Linked DNA regions of Mus musculus: region 1 is linked to region 2. Evidence: chromatin contacts called from public HiChIP or PLAC-seq data. All regions are on one chromosome and are shown on one strand. The core of a region is the stretch at or near the end of the contact, and the rest is flanking DNA. Distances in the headings are between cores, read along the strand shown. Region 1 has its middle 41 kb from the start of I0C0044D17Rik. Region 2 holds the start of Kank4 (KN motif and ankyrin repeat domains 4).

What was found. HiChIP or PLAC-seq counts read pairs in DNA pulled down with a chosen protein or histone mark.
Region 1: a contact with region 2 is called in an H3K27ac HiChIP or PLAC-seq map of embryonic stem cells, with 9 read pairs. The contact joins the enhancer-like site here to the promoter of Kank4 in region 2. A contact is called at or near these places in 3 of 39 promoter capture datasets (the HPC-7 cell line, embryonic stem cells and epiblast stem cells), 4 of 484 Hi-C or Micro-C datasets (embryonic fibroblasts and embryonic stem cells), 6 of 115 datasets of contacts at active chromatin or transcription factors (double positive thymocytes, embryonic stem cells, extraembryonic endoderm stem cells and 1 more) and 3 of 9 other capture datasets (adipose tissue, liver and pancreatic islet).

The regions. Positions count from the first base shown.
Region 1 is chr4:98,861,920-98,867,681 of GRCm38.p6, reverse strand. No RefSeq gene overlaps it. Among named protein-coding and RNA genes, the nearest start is that of I0C0044D17Rik, 41 kb to the right of the region's middle. Within about 2 kb of position 2,046, at least 21 of the 459 cell types and tissues checked have an H3K27ac peak or open chromatin away from gene starts, as enhancers often do. A contact at or near this core is called in embryonic stem cells, where this site is marked.
Region 2 is chr4:98,815,096-98,820,748 of GRCm38.p6, reverse strand. Kank4 (KN motif and ankyrin repeat domains 4) reads left to right here and starts at 3,212. Exons shown (of 10, transcript NM_172872.3): 1 at 3,212-3,323. It overlaps I0C0044D17Rik (RIKEN cDNA I0C0044D17 gene), which reads left to right. Exons shown (of 3, transcript NR_151512.1): 3 at 298-2,274.

The DNA.
Region 1 (5,762 bases), core at 797-3,296, 48 kb before region 2:
CAGAGGAGAGAATGGAGCTAATGGTAGAACTGGATGGTGTTTGCTCCTTGAGTCTTTGCCACACACCCCCCTTGTGATGAATGGAGGTAGAGAAGGTGCTCAGAGACCTTGCTCTTGGGCACATCTGCATTTAGAGGAACACTGAGAAAAGTGGCCTTCTTGACAAAGATTCACAAATGTGTCGCCATACCCACTCTAATAGCCACTGACATAGCAGTTACTGCAACAGGATTGCACCCTTTTGGTTTCTTGGTCATGTAAGACCCCCAACTCAATGTGTTTCTTAGACCCCTAGAAACAAAGCCCAGCATGGAGTTCTTTGTTCTTTCGCCTTCAGCCTGAGAGAATGATGACCATTGGGTGACCCTACCCAGGCACCTGATCCATGGTGTAAGGGAACAAGAATGTTTACCAAAGGCAGCCTGTAACCTTTCTGTGAAAGATGAGCTGTAATTCATCATCCCCATTTTTACAATGTTTACTCAACTTCCCCATTCTTTGTGGTCTTATCCTCCCCTCACTTTTCGGTTTATTCTTTAAAAACCTCAACTGCAGCTGCTGGGAGTCAATCTCCTCTGCCCCTGGTCGGGTTACAAGCTTGGCCTCAGCATGCTGATTCCCGAATAAACCTCACGCAATATTGCATCAAGTATGGTTTCTCTTGAGTTATTGGGGCTTCGGCTCATCCCGGGACTTGAGCGAGGGTCTCCCTGTAACGGGGGTCTTTCAGTCACCCCCAAACCACCAACCCAGAGTCAAATAGATAGGAGCTCATAGAAACATTCAAGCCTGTGCTCATCCAAGGTAGCTGGCCATGGAGCCAGTGTCCGACCGTCTGTTCTATAAACTACAGCTGCCTCCCCAGTAGTTATATAGTGCTTAGCGTGCAGAACTTCATGCAGCAGCCTGCTCCCTTTCATGACATACCCGGCAGCCACGACAAAACATTTCTTATAACTTTAAAGTAAATCCTTAATTAAATTAAGCAGGTAACCAAGTAAATAAGGTTTGTCACAGGATTACAGGCACAAGTGTGAGAGTCACCAATCTGTCGGTGGGTGAGGGTTGTTACTTCTTAAGATTCTGGGGCTCTCTCTGCTGAAAAAGGAAGAAAATTAGTCGCTGCTTCCTAGGGCTTTAATAAAAGTTCCTATCAAGAAGAGTCACAGGTGGCCAGGTGCACATGCAAAACTTCAATCCCAGCTCTTAGGAGGCAGAGGCAGCTGGGGATCACTGTGTTTAAGTCCAACCTGGACAACATGGTGAGTTCCAGGCCAGCCAGCCAGGGCTAAATAGTGAGACACTACATACACATACACATACACATACACATACACATACACATACACATACACATACACATACACATACACATACACATACACATACACATACACATACACACACACACACACACACACACACACACACACACACACACATACATATATATATATATGGTTTACACACATTACATAACACCTAACTTATTTTTATTACTGCAACTTCCTCACCCTGGGTCTTGGCTCTTGTATAAAAATCCGGTTTGGTTCAAATGCAAATTAACAAAAAGAGCGTGGAGCTCAGGAAACTGTGCGGAACAGACACACAGCTCAGCAAATAAAACCATCTGGGGCTCTGTTTGTCTCTGTTATTCTTCCTGGTCAGAAAACGCTTGTTTCATTGCAAGTCTTTTTTTTTTTTTTCTTCTCTAAGTTACTTACCATGATGGATCTCCCCACCCCAAACCCCATTTAGTACATGTCAGGAATTTCAGGGCTTTGCGAAGAAGGGACCTTTGAAAAGCTCCAACGAGACCTAGGCTGTGGCCCTGGAATTCCACTGTGGGGCAGGGCATTAGAAACAGGGCGAGGAAGCACAGGAGAGGTACAGCGCGTGCGCAGTATACCCTGGTCTCTCAATCGTGGGTTGGGTATGTAGCCAAACACCCCCCATGTTTCTGAAAATAAAATGAGGGTCTGGCTCTGGTATCCGTGGGAAATTGACCTAGTCCACTTGTATTTTATTTCCGTCAAAGGTGCATAATGTGTTGCAGATTTTTCTGCTCTTCTGCAGTCTATAAAGAAATAGGAAGAAAAGCCAGTCCTGAAAAGAGAAAGATGCTGCTGGCCCAGAGCCCAGAACCTTCCTTCTGGGTTCAGACTGAAATGCGAAGACAGCCTGGGTTGTAAATGAAGAGGAGGAGAGCTTTTTTTTTTTTTTTTTTTTTTTATTTATTTATTATTATATGTAAGTACACTGTAGCTGTCTTCAGACACTCCAGAAGGGGGAGTCAGATCTCATTACGGATGGTTGTGAGCCACCATGTGGTTGCTGGGATTTGAACTCTGGACCTTCGGAAGAACAGTCGGGTGCTCTTACCTGCTGAGCCATCTCACCAGCCCCTGAGCTTTTTTTTTTTTTTTTTTTTTTTTTTTTGAGTTTCAAGTTTGACAGTGTGGTCCTCCATGGCCCCCTCATCCTGTCAGACAACAGTCTAGTCATATGATAGTTGTAGGGGAAATGGCTCTCTAGTGTTTATTTGGTCCACTAATTTTAAAAAGTTCAAAATATTGAACGAAAAAAAATGTAAAAGGAAAGGAAAGGACATGACTGCTCCTAGGTATGGTGGAGGAGAAAGTCTATTATAGATAAAGAGGAGAGTAGATAAAAGGGAGGCAGGGACATCTGGGAGAGTCCAGAGTGGATATGACCAGACGGAGGTGGGCCATGTGGGAGCTGGGGGAAAGGAAGGGAGAGGGAAGACAGGGGAACCAGGTGCAGCATCCAGGAGGCAAAGGGTACACAAAGGGGTAGGCAACCAAAATGTCTGCTTTGTATGAGTCTCTAGGGGAAACGCAGCCCAGTCCCTGGGCTGGAGAGTTTAGGGTAGAGGGTGGTTGTTGGTTTGAGACCCTGGGACAAGGGACTGAGGTGCACATTTTACATGTCAAAGCAGGCTTGGCCACCAGATCCTTTCAGCATCCCTCAGTCCATACCTGGCAAACCCATTTTCCAGCCCAGGGGCTGAGCGGCCCTTCCTGTAGAGGCTCCTCCCTATATAATCCAGACGTTTTATTTTGCTCTCTCCTCCTCCTCCTCCTCCTCCTCCTCCTCCTCCTCCTCCTCCTCCTCCTCCTCCTCCTCCTCCTCCTCCTCCCCCCTCCCCCTCCCCTGCCCCTCCCCCTCCCCCCTCCCCTTCTCTTTGTACACTAGTGCCCGTGCCCTTTCTCTAACCCCCACCCCCACCTGACCTACCCATGGTGACTTCCCTGGCTTCCTTCCTTGGGGCCAGTGAACTCTACCACCTTTACTATAGTCTAACCTTGTTTGAATTGGCTCATTTCACCAACAAACAAATAACCTAACTGCAGGTAGGGACTGAGGAATGCTGGAAAACCTCAAGGCCAGATCTGCTTTGATAAGTTAAATAGACACCTCAGCCATTTGCCCTCGGTTTGAAACAACACAAATCAGTGAAGGACCAAGGTCACCTCTGACCTTGCCACCTCCAAGCTAACCTGAATTCTTTTTTCCAAGAAAGGAAGGCAGGAAGGAAGAGCAGTCAGGTGCTCTTACCCACTGAGCCATCTCACCAGCCCGGCAAAAGTCTTTCTAATATACCTTTAAACATATGTTGAGTATGAGTGAAGCTTTCCAAAAAAGGAACAGTTAATCTTTCTCTCTCTTCTTCCTTCCTGCCCCCCCCCCCCTTTCCATATCAGGTGGATTTGTGAGTTTCTGAAACCACTTCTTGATGTTTAAAGCAGTAAGTCTCAGGTCTAGGGAGAAATATGCGCAGCAGGGCACAGTGTAGGATACTTCTTCAGGACCCATCAGAAGACTTAAAGAGGAAGGTCGTTCACAGTTCTAATCAGTACAAAACAAATCTGCTGTTGCTTTTCATGGGTCTTATTGAGTTGTTGCCCCATAAGAAGATCTTAGTCACAGACCAACTATGGTGGTTTAAATATGCTTGCCCATGAAAGTAGCACTGTTAGGAGGTGTGGCCTTATAATTAGAGGAAGTGTGTCACTGTGTGGGTGGGCTTTGAGGTCCTATGTTCAAACTCCTCCTCCTGGCTGCCCATGGAAGACAGTCTCTTCCTGGCTGCCATTGGAACAAGATGTAGAACTCTCAGCTCCTCCAGAACTATGTCTGCCTACATGCTGCCATGCTTCCCGCCATGGTGATAATGACTTGAACCTCTGAAACTGTAAACCAGCCCCAATTAAATTTTTTCTCTGGCCAGGCAGTGGTGGGGCATGCCTTTATTCCTAGCACTTGGGAGGCAGAGGCAGGTGGATCTCTGAGTTCGAGGCCAGCCTGGTCTACAGAGTGAGTTCCAGGACAGCCAGGGCTACACAGAGAAACCCTGTCTCAGAAAAACAAAAACCAAACAAACAAAAAATGCACAAGCAGCATATACACAACAGCACAAGCCTGGTTTTTGGGTCCCAGCTTGGGTCATTTAATCAGAACGCCCCAAAGAGGGCTCAGTGACCTCAGCATGTGTCCTTATATCCATCCGGGGGATTCTCATCTTTGGAGAAATTTACAATCCAATGCCCTTGCTCTTTGGATGCTGAATTAAGATGCCTGCAATAAAATGGGGAACAGATAATATTCCTGGAAGGACCTGCAAGCTCTATCCATTAATCGACTATCTGGGACTGCTATATCCCTTTCTTAGGATGTTGGCTTTGTAGTTGCCCAGTGGCCTTACAAACAGTTCTGTATAAGTAAGTGGGTTTGTGTATGTCATGGCAACTTGATGGCAAAAAAATTATTAATATTATTATTTTGTGTGTGTGTGCGCTTATGTGAAAGCCGGAAAACAGTCTTTAGAGTCAGTCTTCTCCCTCTGTCTTGGACACTGGGGATCAACTCCAAGCTGAGCAGGGGCTTTCAGCCTCAAAGACATTCCAGCAACCCCACAGAAGAATTTTTAAACCTCAGTACTTCATAGAATTTTCTAATCTCAGAAATGTCTTTATCACAGCAAAATATGCTTTCAGAATGCGTTCTTCATGAAAAATTTAAGACTTCAAAATATAAACATACTTTCTTGTACAAAGAACCCCTCCGAAGTGGAGGGCCCTGTTTAAAGGAAAACCAACACATCACAGAGAAAGCAAAGTAAAATCACAGCATAAGGATCCTGTTCCCCTTAATGTGGACATAAGACAGTTTGTTTACCTACACACAGTCCTCATATTCGCTGTCCTAGACATGTTAACAGATGTGCCTCAGATAAAGATGTCTCCTGAGCAATGTGTGGAGCTCTGCATTAAGTTACTCTGTCACAGAAAGTCACTGGTCCATTGAAGGAAACAGGCCCTCGACTACCAAACAACAGAGACCATTCCTGTGATGGAGCTGGTGAGTGACAGCTGATGTCTTCATCCAGTTTGTCTCCTCCTCAATCTCTGTGAACAGCTTTGATCTCCAAACTTGAAACCAAGGGACCCTGTCCTTCTTGATTGTCACCTTATTGTGTGAAGACATGTTGGCATGTTCTGCTACTGAAGTATTTTGGTATTTTTCACAATGTTCAGGAACATATACTGATACAATGGATAGGGCTTTAAAAACTTCTACTTTAAAATTTCTTCTGAAATCTTTCAGCCTGACATTTCCTGGCCATATTAGAGTACAGAACAGAGCAATATGGGAGGTCATACATATAATATTGCTGCTGCTTGTGTGCAGTTAGACAGAGCACAGTAGTTCATGGCTATGCAAGAGATCAGTGCTACTTA
Region 2 (5,653 bases), core at 1,963-4,462:
TCTATTTTATGCCCGTTCTATTTTATTATTAGGTGTTCATTCTGTGCCTGGTGTATAAATTAAACTTGACAGGAGATATGTAGAGACAGGAAGAAAGATAATATCCATAGGATTCTTCACTGTCCAAGGCATCCACAAGAGAGCCTTGGGATGCATCTCCTGTGGAGAAGGGAAGATTGCTGCATATATTGGTGGGTTGATGAAAATGTGGCCAGAGGCTCACAGGAGCCTACTTCTCCATTCCTCTAAGATCAATGATTTATTACTTGTTATTTCAGTGTTTGAATCTATGCGCAGGCTTTACAGGACCAGAGGGAAGATGAGAACAGAGGGTCTATATAAGCAAAATTCCCGCTCAGAGAACTGGTGCTTATTTGCTGCCAGCCTGGCGACTGTAGGAGTTACCACACGTGGGTGCTAAACCATGGCACTGGTAGATGCACAGTTCTCTCTTGGAGCAAGACATGAATGTCATATCCTCCAGGCCTTCTGCGTGGAAAAGTCAGCATCCTGGTCACCAAGACCTGAGTTTGAAGTCACCTTCCTGCTTTTACCTCACGGCCTTCAACAAGAGAATGACAGACATTTTGTAGATGAAATGGCAAATCCAGAGAGACAGATAATGAAAATGAAATGCCCCATCATGGTGTCTGGTACAGGGCAGAAAAATGAATGCGCACCAATCGCCCTGAACTCCACACTCCAGCGAGGGGTGAGGCAGGGGAAGGAGCTCTCCGTTCTGTCCACCCTGGGTCCCGATCACAGAAAGTCCCAGGCTACAGCAGCGCTGTGCCCAACTATCCTATATCAGCTTCAGCATGAAAGCTCGCTGTCTGAGAGCCTCAGCTGGTTTGCAGTAGAGGTGTCCAAACCTGAAATTCTAAAAGATCTGCTGCCTGGAAGGGGTCTCTTCCTTCCAGGACTCCGCAGATAGCAGTCCATTTGCTAATCTAACTCAACCATTTCCCCGCCAGGACAGGAAATCGCTAATGCCCTAGCTGGGGCTTCTTTTCAGTGCATGGCATGAGGGTGGGGTAGGGGGGCGGGCGTTGGAGGGTCCAGGGTGGGTGTGTTTACTTAGTGTATTCTCCCAGTCCATTCTGGATGGTCTGAGCCTCCGAAGCCCTGGCTGCCCCAGTTCAGCCCGTGACTCCTCTGACTCAGAGCTACCCTGGAGACGGTTCCTCCTCTGAGTCATCAGGCTGAGCTGCTTTCGAGGATAGTAGAGTCTGGCACTGCCCTCCATCTTCTCAGCAAAGGTGCTGGGCCTCCACACCCGAGTGCCAGCCCCACGCCTAATTAGGCTCACAATGCCCAGAAATCAAGGAACAAGTTCTTCGAGGTATCTGAGAGTGCAGAAGGTTCCAAGACTGGGACTTAGAATGCTCAGGGTTCTGTTCCAGCTCAGCCAAGTAGCTTGTGTGACCTTGGGCTAGTCACAGAACACCCGAAGCAGAAGGAGTAAGTGATCTACACTGGCTGTGTTGCACAAGGATGTTGAGAGGCCAAAAACCAAATGCAGACAATGAGGCACAAGTCCAGGAGCTTAACCTGGTTATAGGGACAAGACTTAGCATTTTATTTTATTTTATTTTATTTTTGGTTTTCTAAGACAGGGTTTCTCTGTGTAGCCCTGGCTGTCCTGGAACTCACTCTGTACACCAGGCTGGCCTTGAACTCAGAAATTCACCTACCTCTGTTTCTCAAGTGCTGGGATTAAAGACATGTGCCACCACTGCCTGGCTAGGGCTTAGCATTTTAAAGTAAGATTCATTCCTTTTCATTTTATATGTCTGAATATTTTACCTGCATTGTATGTTTATGTATGTGCTCCAGGAACATACATGCCTAATGCACCAGGAGGCCAGAAGAGTACGAGTATGGTACGCTGAAACTAAAGTGACCAGTTGTGAGCCATCATTCCAACGCTGGGAATCAAACCTGGGTCCTCTGCAAGAGCGGCATTTTAAAAATGAGGTGTCGGAAAAAATAGAGACCTCACTTAAATGTCTGGGTTTCTGGCTTCTCTGGGAAAATGAGCCGCTCCTGTCATATTCCTTCCTTTCACCGGATGAGGATAACCCAGCAGGCCTTAGTAGGCAGAGTCTGAGGCTGCTCTCCCTTGGGCCACAGACCCTCCCCCAACTCCTATTTGGGCTCCAGCACTGAGGCCATCATTCCCATTTGTTACTGCTATCATGAAAGCTTCGTGGAAATGAAGTCATCCTAATAACTATGTTTCTGTCGAAACGGAAATTAAATGTCTCTTGATTCAAATTATCTGTCCCATCTGGGTCACGATGTCAAAAATAAAACTCCTTGGGCTGCTTTCTGGGCATGGATTCTAGGAAGGTGGGCCAGGGGAGGTCACAGCTGGACTCTGGATACCTGCCAGCTGCCATCTCCTTCCCTCCCCCTTCTGTTGGTCCTCTCTGTGAGGGGTTAGGAGAAACCACTCCACTTCTCTTTCCAGGTGTTGGCCCAAGTGGTCCTTAGCTATCTGTCCATTCAAGCTTAGTAACTTTTAATTGGTACAAAGCTGCTGTGGAGATGGGTGTATGAAGAGAAGACGGATTTTTATGTGGAGCTGAAACATGGATTTGGAAGGAAATTGGAAGGGAAATGGCTTAGGAGACATCTAAGTCCTGTTGTGAACGACTCTCACACCCCCACACTGGGGCTAGGACCCCACTGCTCACAGGATCTCAGTTGTCAGGCCTTGGTTCGTGTTCTGATTTGGGCAGTTATTACCCTTACCCTGTCTGATACTGTTTCTCCACCATGGTGGGGACGGAAACGTCTAGACTCCAGAGTCTAGACAAACTTAGAAAAACGCACGGGGGAGCCCTGGGGAAATCTGGAAAGCGCCTTACACAGGCTGAGACTTTTCTGGTTTCTTTTCCAAAAGTTTTTCTTCTTAACTCTGTCCAAGGCTAAGACCCTCCCCTCGGTGTCGCAATTCTGCCCCTTCCTATACACCAAAGCCCGCGCCGCGTCAGGAAGGCGGGGACTCGGGTGGCGGCGGCGAGGATCCGGCTCCTGCGCTCCCAGTCCCGCAGCTGGCGCGGTAGGTGTGCCCACAGCTAGTGCGTCCCGGCTCCAGGCCCAGCCCGGCGACCTGAGGGCGCCCGGAGGGTGTGCGCGCCCGGGACAGCAGGGTGCGGCGGCGCGCGGTGCGTGCCGGACGCGGACGGTGCAGAGGAAGGAGGATCGTGCCACTGAAGACCGTGCAGCTGCAGCTGCGTGCACCCCGAAGCCGGGTGGGAGCTCGCGTTGCTCCTGCACAGCGGTCGCTTCCTGCCAGAACCCCGCGGTTCCCCAAGGTAAGTGGTCTGGCGTCCTCTCGCCCCGGACACACGCCCCGCGCGACCCAGGCTGCGCCCGCTGCGCTCCGCGACCCCTGCTAGCGCCGCGTCCCTGCAGAGGCTGCGGCAGCCTGAGCCGGGAGTCCGGAGGGTCGGGGAAGGAGGGTACCCGCTCTTGCTTTCCAGCTCTGGGTACTAGGGAGACCGTAGAAGGGGGATCTCGTCGTCCTTGAGACTCAGGTGGTGCAGACCCTCGCAGCTGTCCTCAGACGGACGCTGCGGTCCTGGATGCAGCTTACGGGACTGGGGGCGCCTCCCGGCTGGCTTACAGGACTACCTTAAATATCGCCGAGTCTCTTTCATTTTGCAAAACATCGCGCCTGTTCCCCAGCCCGCACCTCCCTCCTCCTAGGTGAAGTTTCTAGAGCTATGATGGGATGCGACCTTGGGCAGAGGGAGGAGGGCTGCCCTGCATCTGTGTGCTAGGCGCTGGCTGAGGATACTTTGCCAAGCCCATGTGCCTCTTGGTTAGCTCTCCTCCCCTCCCCATCTTCTTTAAGGTCAAATCTTTGACCCCAGAACTTTGTCGCTGCAGACTGACCAGTTACAGACAGGAGCTGAAAAGTCCATGCATTCTACGCTTGGCTGGAACCTACTCTCATCGTGCTACCCTGGGCTGCAGAAAACCAGACTACTACTTCCCAAGCATCCTGGGATACAGACTTGTAAGACCAGGGTGGGCATTTTCCAGGAGAAAGAGGCTATTCCATTTCAAGGATGTCCTCTGAGGCTTGTGCAAAGTCTTATGCAAACAGGACCAGGGGAGAATCACCTGCAGCCAGTGATGGGGTTACAGCCAAGAGAGAAGGCATCTCTAGTTTAAAGTGCAATCCCGGAGGACCTACCTGAGTAAACCAAATTGGGCTCCTTAGCTTCTCAAGACAGGGCACAGAAAAGCATGTTGCTTCCCAAGGAAGCAGAAGTGGGGTCCACTTTGGCATTGCCCTTAAAGTCCAGCCTCCTACCTCAAGGAGGCGTGATGTGTCTCAGGGACAGTGTGTTGTAGGAATGATGTAAAAGCCAGAGAAAAAGCACACACAAAAAAAGTTCAGAACCAGATATCAGGCAAGGTTTTCAGATACAAAGGTAAACAGAACCGTGCACTGGCTTCAGGAAGCTTGCTGTCCAATGACCAAGACGGAGTGAATCACATCACTCTGGTGTAGAATTCTGCTGCGTTCTCTGATTCTAAACTTGGGTTCCCTGAGAACTGGGGATGGGCTGAGCGTCAGAATGAAGGCTGAAAGCTAACTGGTTAGATGGTGGATTGACTTTCAGATGGAAGCAGCCTATGAGAGGACCCTGCCCAGCAGCAAGTCCTGTGCAGGAACTGAAAGCCTTTGTTTGCAGAGGAGAACCAAAAGCCCTATAGGCATGGCCCTTAGCTCTGCATTCCACTGACTGGGCTAATCAGTGTGTGTCTTCCTTTCTCAGTCATGATGTTGGCCTATTAGAGGCCCCTGTCTAGGCCAAATGCACAGAGAAAAACAACATGATGGGAGCTTTCTACCTACACCTTTGTTAAGGGTTCAGAGCAATGGTTCTTTCCCCATGCTGTTTCCTGCTGTCACATCCAACTCGAAGCTTGCAAAAACCTTTGCTCAGCATTCAAGGAAATAGCGTTGGAAGTGGTGGCTCATCCAGTCCTGTGCAGTTGGATCCATGTTGCGGGGAAAGAGGATGTAGGGTGGGGAGGGGTGCCCACATAGCATCGGACCTGGCCCCTGCCAACCTTGCTAGCCTCATTTCCGCCTTCCTACCCCTCCCTTGGCCTTCTGCAACTGCTGTGTGCCACTCCACATTACAATTGAGGTGGTTCCTCTAGCACACGCTGCCTGTCTCCTCTCCACGTCCTCACGCAGTGAATGCACGTGCTGCCACCAACCTCCACCATAAGCGTGAGCTTCTCCACAGTCTTCTTGACCACATGAGTTAAAAGCTGCCTTGCCTTTGTTTCCAGTGGCCTTGGGACATGTGCCTGTAGTGATGAGCATCTGTGGCACTGAGAACCCCTTATGCTGGACTCTCCGGTCATATTTGAATCTCAAGAGCCTGGCACAGAGCAGGGACACATAGAAAGTGCTCAGTAGATTATTTTTGAGATCGAAATCATCTAGTATTTCTTCATTTTTAATGGAGGAGGGATAACATACATGCATCTTTGAGAAAATTACGGGTCCTCTTCTCCAGTGCATGTAACTGTACAGTGTCATGCATACAATTCCCATTTGACTCACCCCATTTCCCAAACCTTGGGGACTGTAATTTTCCAGAAAACAGAGGTCAGA